Regions from separate parts of the Capsicum annuum genome. Here region 2 is linked to region 1. Evidence: chromatin contacts called from public Hi-C data. All regions are on one chromosome and are shown on one strand. Each heading gives the region's core, a stretch centred on a gene start, on an enhancer-like site or on the middle of the called end of the contact. The rest is flanking DNA. Distances are from core to core; before and after follow the strand shown. Region 1 overlaps LOC107867603 (ATPase GET3A). Region 2 overlaps LOC107856096 (cyclin-C1-1).

Evidence for each region. Hi-C and Micro-C count contacts between places; a contact is called where the count stands out from the background.
Region 2: a Hi-C map of leaf shows a contact between it and region 1, with 3 times the contacts expected there. The contact joins two enhancer-like sites. A contact is called at or near these places in 3 of 5 Hi-C or Micro-C datasets (leaf and placenta).

What each region holds. Positions count from the first base shown.
Region 1 is chr4:197,212,470-197,216,839 of UCD10Xv1.1, reverse strand. LOC107867603 (ATPase GET3A) reads right to left here. Exons shown (of 7, transcript XM_016713914.2): 5 at 3,749-3,887; 6 at 3,487-3,602; 7 at 2,928-3,316. The coding sequence ends at 3,134. Among protein-coding and RNA genes, the nearest start is that of LOC107867603, 40 kb to the right of the region's middle. Within about 2 kb of position 2,534, at least 3 of the 5 cell types and tissues checked have an H3K27ac peak or open chromatin away from gene starts, as enhancers often do. A contact at or near this core is called in leaf, where this site is marked.
Region 2 is chr4:197,344,449-197,348,818 of UCD10Xv1.1, reverse strand. LOC107856096 (cyclin-C1-1) reads left to right here. Exons shown (of 7, transcript XR_007054512.1): 6 at 2,373-3,238; 7 at 3,763-4,137. Among protein-coding and RNA genes, the nearest start is that of LOC107856096, 9.3 kb to the left of the region's middle. Within about 2 kb of position 2,433, at least 1 of the 5 cell types and tissues checked has an H3K27ac peak or open chromatin away from gene starts, as enhancers often do. A contact at or near this core is called in leaf, where this site is marked.

The DNA of each region.
Region 1 (4,370 bases), core at 1,285-3,784:
ATAATTACTAGGCTTATAATTACATCAATTTTAATTACCAGGTAGCTTTCCAAGTAGACCTTTAGTTATTGTAACAATTTCTTTACAACTTGAAGCAAAAAGATTTATTTAGCTACAATATTTTATTTAAAATATCTTGTGGCTAAAAGACTATCAATTATATTAAGCCAATTATTGCCACAATTTCTTAATATTCAAAACAAAAATATTTATTACAATGCTATTTTATATTTTAAATAACATTTTTAAATGATTAAAAGGTCATTATTTACAACAAATTCCAACACGGTAAATTTAATAATTTTAGCCATGAAACTTTATCATATCAAAAAATCTATGACTATATCATTTAGCTATTGCAACAATTTCTTTTATATCTTCAAGCAAAAAGATTTATTTAGCTACAATAGTTTATTCAAATTTTTTTGTGGCTAAAAGGTTATTAATTACTACAATAAATTTCAATTCGTAGAAAAAAATAACTGTTAGTTACTAATTTTTATCATAGCAAAATAAACCTGGCAATATCATTTAACTATTGCCACAATTTTTTATAACGTGAAGCAAAATATTTGATTTAGCTAGAATATTTTGTTCAAATAGTTTACTGTGGCTAAAAATTTACAATTGCTACAATTACTCTTTTGTGTCACAAAAGCTTATAACCAGCTACAAAATTTTACCGTGACAACAAAGTTATAGCTATTTAGGCAACTACTGTCACGATTGCTAGTAACTATAGCAAAAATGAGAGATTAGCTTTATCCGTTGAATTTTCGTGGCTATGAAATTTTACGAATATATAGATAGCTACAGAATTTAAATTCTTATGGCTATTATTAGATAATAGCTAGGTTTTTTAAATTCGTAGCTAAGAATTTGTAGCTATAAATGCATTGTGTAGTAGTGAATTTGAAGTTGTTGTCGCCGGAGAACACTGCTTGTTAGGTCAATTGACGGTTGAAAGTCGAAAAGGAACTCACCCAGCTATTTGTGGCCTGAGCTTGAAGTTGTCGGGAATTGAACGGAGAAATTTTGCGAAACTGTTGGTTGGGAGAGAATTGAGAGAGACTGTCTCTCTCAAGATAGAGGAGAGAGACAGTTGATTTGGAAAGGAGAGGGGTGTGGGTTGATTTGTATTTTTGAAAAGATTAGAAAATTTTGAAAATATTAATCAAATACACAATTAACTTAATCTATTTCCTAATTATGTTTGACTCTTTAAGTTGGTCACCAATTCTTCATTCAAGACTTAAAAGACATCTTTCCTTCAATTTTCTCATGAATAAACACATAATCCTCTCCTATGTTTCAAAAAGAATGACTTACCGCCCCCCACCCCCCCACTCTCCCCCACCCTTTTTTTTAGCAATATTTTAATTTCAATTTTTCAAGTTACATATTTAAGACCACAAGATTAAAGGACATTTTGATATATTCGACATATCTTTAATTTAGGACTACAAGATTAAAAAATTTTCTTTATTTTTTTAAACTTTAAATTAGTTTATTCTTTTTGAAACAGAAGTAGTACAATTTTTTACTTCTACATAGCTATTTCTCAAAACAATATAGATATACATGCAACATACTTCAGAATTGTTTTTATACTGTTTCAACATGCTGACTTGCACATGCAACATGCAGAATTGTTGCTTTTGTTACATGGATTTCATGCAAGTCGCTGGGATGTGGGCGACTTACAAGTCGCTGGCCCACACGACTTGTAAATCCTTGACTATCCCATGATTTGTTCGTTTTGATTTTTTTAAATAATTAATTGTCCCCTTTGGCATTTTTGATTAAAAATAAATAGCCCTTTTGGCTTCGAATTCGTATCTTTTTGGGATAAATAATTTGGTGTCTACCGTGAGGCCAAGGATAGTGTGGTATTGTTTTGATCCTACTGAACTGATACTAACAAATTTTGTTTTGTGAATCAAAGTGACTAATCGACTTAGCTAGCAAGAAAATGCTCATCAGACCAACGTTATCACCAATGACAACCCCCTCTTGAATAGTCCCGTGAACAACGAGGTCGATCGGATAACTAGGGAGATTCGAGTCATAAACGGGTAGGGGACTTCCCCACCATGTGTCTCAGCGCACAATCATATGCAACATGATGAAAACAGTGATGATCAAGATATAACTATGAATCCGACTTGTCAAAAATCTATGTTAAACTGACAAGTCGGCAGAAATCAATAATGGGTTTGCTAGAGATGGAAAAGACTGCACTGGGACTTGGGGCACCGCGAAAGTAGTTGTACCATGGTCGAGGGTAGAGGTGAAAATAATATCACTGAATCCATAGCGGAGAGTCAATGTTACGCCCCAAATCTGGATGTGGTGGCAAGTGTAAAACATCAGAAGTCAAACTTATGATTATTCAATACTTAGCTTTGTTTAAGGTCAAATCTCAGATTCCAGACTTCCACGAGAGGAACCACGACCCCTGATTTGTTCAGTCCTAGCTAGCGGTAGTGGTTGTGCTAATTGAGGCTGGAAGTGGCTAATTGTCGTGTTGTTTGTAGTAGCAAGTGTGATGGTGGTTGAGAATAGTGATTGATGGTGGTAGTTGTGGTGGCGGCGGATGGAAATGGTACTAATTGTGGTGGTGAATGGTTCTGGTGGTTATTGGCGATATGTACTGTTGATAGTAGATAGTAATTGGTGATTGTTGTAGTAATGGTGGTTGGTGAGGATAATTGTAACTGCTGACTAGTGGTAATAACGGCTGATTATAGTTATTGACAACAATTGTGGGAGGTGGTGACAACCGCAATAGCTATTATGGAGGGTGATAGTGGTAGCAATGAATAGATGACATTGGTAAATGCACGACGTTAATTACAAGGAAAATAACATTTTTATCACTGATAATCGCTTGCATTCATCAAACTCCACTTGAAAATACACTATAATGGTGGTCAAGTTTACTTCATGAATATTATAACCTCATTTATTGTCTTCTTGAAGGTCCAAAAGAACCAAAAAATTGAAAAAAGTTTAATACAAAAAAAGATTAGTTTTCTCTAAGAAAAATATGATTTTTCAGATACGCTGTTTCCTAAAAAAGGATAAAAGAAAAAGTGAAGGCAACATAATGCCCTCCATCCGCCAAGTATTTCTACATTATGGTTTCTTCTTGGCCTGCTCGAAGTTTTTCCAGTTCTTCTTCGGCATCTTTCAACTGTTCTTTCAGTGTGGCTATTCTCATTTCCAGTTCCTCTACTGAACCGCGAACAAGTGAATGTTGGTACGGTGTCAGAAAGTTATGTGAAAATGCTTTCAGCGCTTCAACACCACAAACCTATCAGAGAGCACATCACTTATCAGACTGGCGAAGCTTTGTTTCTTAATATATTAAAAAAACTATTGATCATGTTCTTCCCGTGAATAAAGAATTCATTTCATTTTTCTTTTTCTTTTGTTTTTGTCTGTGGGAAGATATCCAGGATATATGCAACAGCATCTTCAAACCTCTTGTGGCAGCAAAGGCAGCTTGGTAATATTGAAGTCATCATATAACATGTAGAATTGGTCCATGTACTTTTGTTGCATCCGCATCCTAGCCTTCAGCAGCTTGGATTCAACAACTAAAAACAGACGCAAGGTCCAAGAGTAAGTTTTCTCTCACACAAAACAACTTAGGAGGAAAAGGTGATACAGACAATACCAAACACAATTGAAAAGAAACTACAAGGAATTAATACTATGTACAGAGAAGATATGAGAACTGTACCTTCTTCGTCGAAAAGCACTTGGTTAATTATAATGTTATGTGTATCAATCTCGAATCTAGTGAGTTCCTGAACAAGCCTTTCAGTCTCATATAGAGAGAGGAATTCCGGGATGCAAACACAAACGAATGTCGTCAAGTCCTGTTAAAAGAAGTGGCATTAAAGATCAGGAGAATTTGAAAAGTAACCAGAAGGTAAACAATGAAAGAAGGAAATTTATTCAGCCATTTCAGTAAAGACTATCTTTAAGGAATTTCCCCTGCCTTGGCCAGGGTAAGTAGTAGGTTACCAGAAAGCAAAATAAGATGAAAAAAACAAATAAATGGATCAACAGGCAACATCAACAGACGACTCCACCTCACAATCAAACCAAACATGCAGAACACAATGTGTATTTTTTTTTTTACCAAACCGAAACTGCTCAGATAAATAGTTGCTAGAACCACTAACGAATTGTTCAAACTCATTTTCTGTGAAAATGCAAGTCTTTGCAAGGAAAAGAATGGGAACTAGACACCACATCAGTTACATAGCTCAGTTTCCAGCAATTATGTGACTTCTGTATCCGTGATGACTGGTGAATACTTCTAAATTCTACTGATGATTTTCAAGACCCCATTACTT
Region 2 (4,370 bases), core at 1,184-3,683, 130 kb before region 1:
ACCTGGGAATCCAACCTTACTACCACCTCTCCTGCCTCAAGTCATCAAACTTGCATTCCAAATACTCTGTCTTGCTCCTACTCAACCTGAACCTTTTAGACTCAAGGGTCTGTCTCCACACCTCTAATTTATTATTCACACACACACACACAGAGAGACACACCGCGCCTCATCAATCAAAATTACATCATCTGGAAAAAGCATACACCAAGGCACCTCTCCTTGAATACGCCGCGTCAACACATCCATTACCAAAGCAAACAAAAACGGGCAAAGAGTAGAGCCCTGAAGCAACCCTATCAAGACAGGGAAATGCTCTGAACCACATAGATTTGTTGCTACGACACAAACATGCAATTTTCAGCTCATTATAAACCCGCAGCTTTCTCAATTAGTGTCCTCACAAAAGCTGAATTATAATAACTTGCTTAAAGCAGACCAAACAAAATTATATTTCTCCTTTCCTCTCAGGTTTAACATTCCTCTCTCAAGGCAAGTGAACAAAGTACAACTATATTTTCCATTGTGGTGTATGAATTTCTTGTTTACTTTCTTTCAATCTTGTATTTTTCTTTTTGTAATTGAGGTTTTGGAGAATTCGAGACTACAAATAATTGGTTTTTTGTTTATGGGATTTCACTCCAAACAAGCACTTCGTCCAGCCAACTAATGATGTAGTTAGTTTTGGGGTTAAAGCCTCAGGAATAGTTGGTTAATGGTCTAAACTTTACTAGTAAACAGTTTATATGTTAAATTCAGGAGACATATATGACATATTTGGTGGTCTAACTTTTATAATTTAATATGGGTTGGTAACGTGGTGTGTCCCTTGTTTTGTCTAAGCAGTGTTATCAAAAGGAAAAAGCGTAAAGCTCTAAGGTCCGGAGGGGCTTTAATCACAAATAATATGTGGGCTTTAATGATGACGACACTGAAGTGCGAATTAAGCGAGGTGAAGTGCTTAACACATTTTGAGCCTCTCTTGCACAACGAGATCGTTCCAAGACAAATTACAAGGTACTAAATGCAAATTGGGAAAAGTTGAAGGCTAAAGATCCTTCACAGCAGCCTTCTTTAGCTTGGGCTATTCTCAAATCTTTCTGGAAGGAGGCTGCCTGCAATGCAATTTTTGCAGGGGTGAACACTTGTGTTTCTTATGTGGGTCCGTACATGATCAGCTACTTCGTAGACTACCTAGCCGAAGTCGAGACGTTCCCTTGCGAGGGATACATTTTGGGGTATGCATGTGATATCATCTCTCACTGCAATGTTACATCACGAAGGGCTGAGGCTCTCAATTTCAGCAAGGCAAAGCCACTCTAGTGGAGAGATTGTTAATTACATGGCAGGGGATGTTCAGAGAGTAGGCAGCATAATAATACCCAAAACTGAAATAAAACTGTATGAAACATGTTGTAGTCTGAAAGCCTCTAAACTGTCTGAAAACTGTGGTGTCTGAAAACTGTGGAGTTGATGGGACATGTCCCCAACAACTCCGAACTACTGAAATAATAAAGTAATAAAATAATCATGCTATCCTCGAATGATGAGGACTCACTGCTAGTCTGGCTGTAGAACTGGCTGTAGAACGTCTGATCTACTAAGTATGCTCGGGAGCTCGTTCTTCTAAATCAATGGTATAAAACAATCTCTGGCTGTTGAACGTTTGATCTACCATAGGTTTAGAAGAACGAGCTCCCGAGCATCCTTAGTAGATCAGACATTCAACCGCCATACTAGCAGTGAGTCTTCATCATTCGAGGATAGCATGATTATTTTATTACTTTATTATTTCAGTAGTTCGGAGTTAGTTGGGGACATGTCCCATCAACTTCACAGTTTTCAGACAGTTTAGAGGCTTTCAGACTACAGTATGTTTCATACAGTTTTATTTCAGTTTTGGATCTTCAAGATATATGGAAGCTGCCTCTTCAAATCATTTTGGCTCTTGCTATTTTGTACAAAATGTTGGTATTGCATCATTATTTCCATTGTTGCAACCGTCCCATTAGCTAGGATTCAAGAAGACTATCAAGACAAACTAATGGGAGCCAAGGACGAGAAAGACTTCCGAGTGCCTCAGGAACATGAGGATTCTCAAGTTGCAAGCATGGGAGGATAGATATAGAGCAATGCTAGAGGAAATGTGGAATATGGAATTCAAGTTATTACTCTTGAGTGCAGCATATGAATAGGCATTGAAATTATTTATTAGAAAGTTATTATTTTGTTTTCTTGCTAGAATATTTTTAGGTTGATATCTTATGGAGATGAATCTATTTACATGTTCTTACTTCTCAAGGTTGACATTAAAATATTTTTTGAGGACAATTACATAGGAATATTAATTAGGTGATTTTACTTTCATGTAGACTCAACCACCAAGAAGTCTACTGGCAAAGTAAACGTTGAACAATGTGTTGATATTCACATTTGCAACAAGTATGATGAGAAGCATAGCAACACCTACCAGTTTAGATAGTTGTTCGAAGAGCACCAGTTTTATGCAGAGCCATATTACACGCATGTTTTATTAAGGAAAAATTATATAAAAAGAACAACTTTAGTTATTAAATTACTAAAAATCCCTTCAATTTAAATAAATTGCAAATATCCCAACTTTTTAATTTTGGGGTTATAAGTTCAGATACATGTTAGTAGTATCTTTTTATCTGATACTTACCTTTATCAAATTGCGTCTTTCTTCCTATTTCAAAGGCAAATTTTGTGTGGTGATTTTTCACAATTTTCTCATCTTCAATATTTTAGAATTAAGGTATTTACCTCCCCCAAAGTCATCTTCACTCTATCCTTTCAGTTTCAGCATTTTTTTTTTTTTCAAAAAATAAGTTGAACAACATCTCTATTTTTGTTAACATTATCGAGTAAAGACTTATAATTTAAAATTTTCAAGTCTATTTCTATTGAATTTAAAGTTGATTCATGTTCATCTTTTAGTTTTGGAATCTCTCAAATTGATAACATCGAATAATATGTAGATGTTGTTTCTTTTGTCCTTAGAGTTTTTGATAAAGATTTTGATGATTTTTGTGAAAATAAACTCAATCACCGAAATAATTTTCCTATGATAAAAAAATTGCGTGAAAAGCATGCAAAAGGGGCTAAGAAAAAAGGAGTCGGTGATTTTATGAAAAAAGGATCTACGAGTTTAGGAGGTGTAGTTCATGCCAAAAGAGGAAGAGTTGTTGAAGTTGCCATCAGAGATGTTCTTCCAAAGGTATTTCAGGTTTATTTTAGTTCGAGATACATTTTCTATTAAGTCTGATAATTTTTCTTTAATTTTTATCTTATTCTGTATATGTATGTGTCTCTCACAGGTTTTTATTTGTGTGAAAAAATGTATAAGCTAGATAAATATTAGTAATGCAAAAGATACATATATAAGCATTACATGTTTATTATGTATCTCGTGGTATATTATATTTTTTTTTTCTTAGTTATGTATCTGAGAGATACAAGTTATTATATAAAGACATACATTTAAATTTTTTACTTTGATTAGGATGTATCTCTTACAAGTTATGCATATAAAATGTAGATACATGTATGTTTCAAATTTGTATCTCTTTTGCTAGATAAGAGTAGTATATTTGTGTATGTTTTTTGTAGTCTCAAATAATGCATGTAACTCTAACAAAATTATCATATGCAGGGATTTTCTGTAAGTATTAGGATCTTGTTTTATGTTAAATTTTGTATCTACAATAACAACTAACTACCTGTAAATTAATCAATATGCAGGGATTGTGGATTTTTTGTAGCTTTGTTTGCTGAGTACCTGAGCAAAGGGGTAGACATAACATCTTCTGGTGTCGTGTTTGATATTTGCATTTCTGTTATGAAAGTATGGAATCGATAAGGCGGATAACAATTACTTAAGTGACAATGACGACCCACTGAGGCCTAAACTAACCTTTATGCCACCAATTTCAAAAAAAGACGTAGTTACTATCGGGTAGCTCTAGTTGTCACTGTTATGAATTTTCTAAACACAATTCTATTTTCAATAGTTTTTAAATTTTAATTTGTAAATTGTTTTGTGTTGAACTAAACTAGTCGTGTTTTGTTTGGATATTTTGTTTTACTAAGAAGTTATTCAACTCTTTCTTTTGGTTAGTTTCCCTACTTTCTATACCTACTGTTTGTTTGTGGATGATTTTTAATGTTGTGCAAAAATTAAAATTTCACACTTATTTATCAGATACAATTTTAAATAGGAGATATAGCTATTACATAAATATGAGATATAATTTACAAAAAATACAATAACTAGCACATATAAGATATACATTTACGCTAATTGTATCTCTCTATATTTCAACAAATTTAGTGTACAAATCTCTCAATAT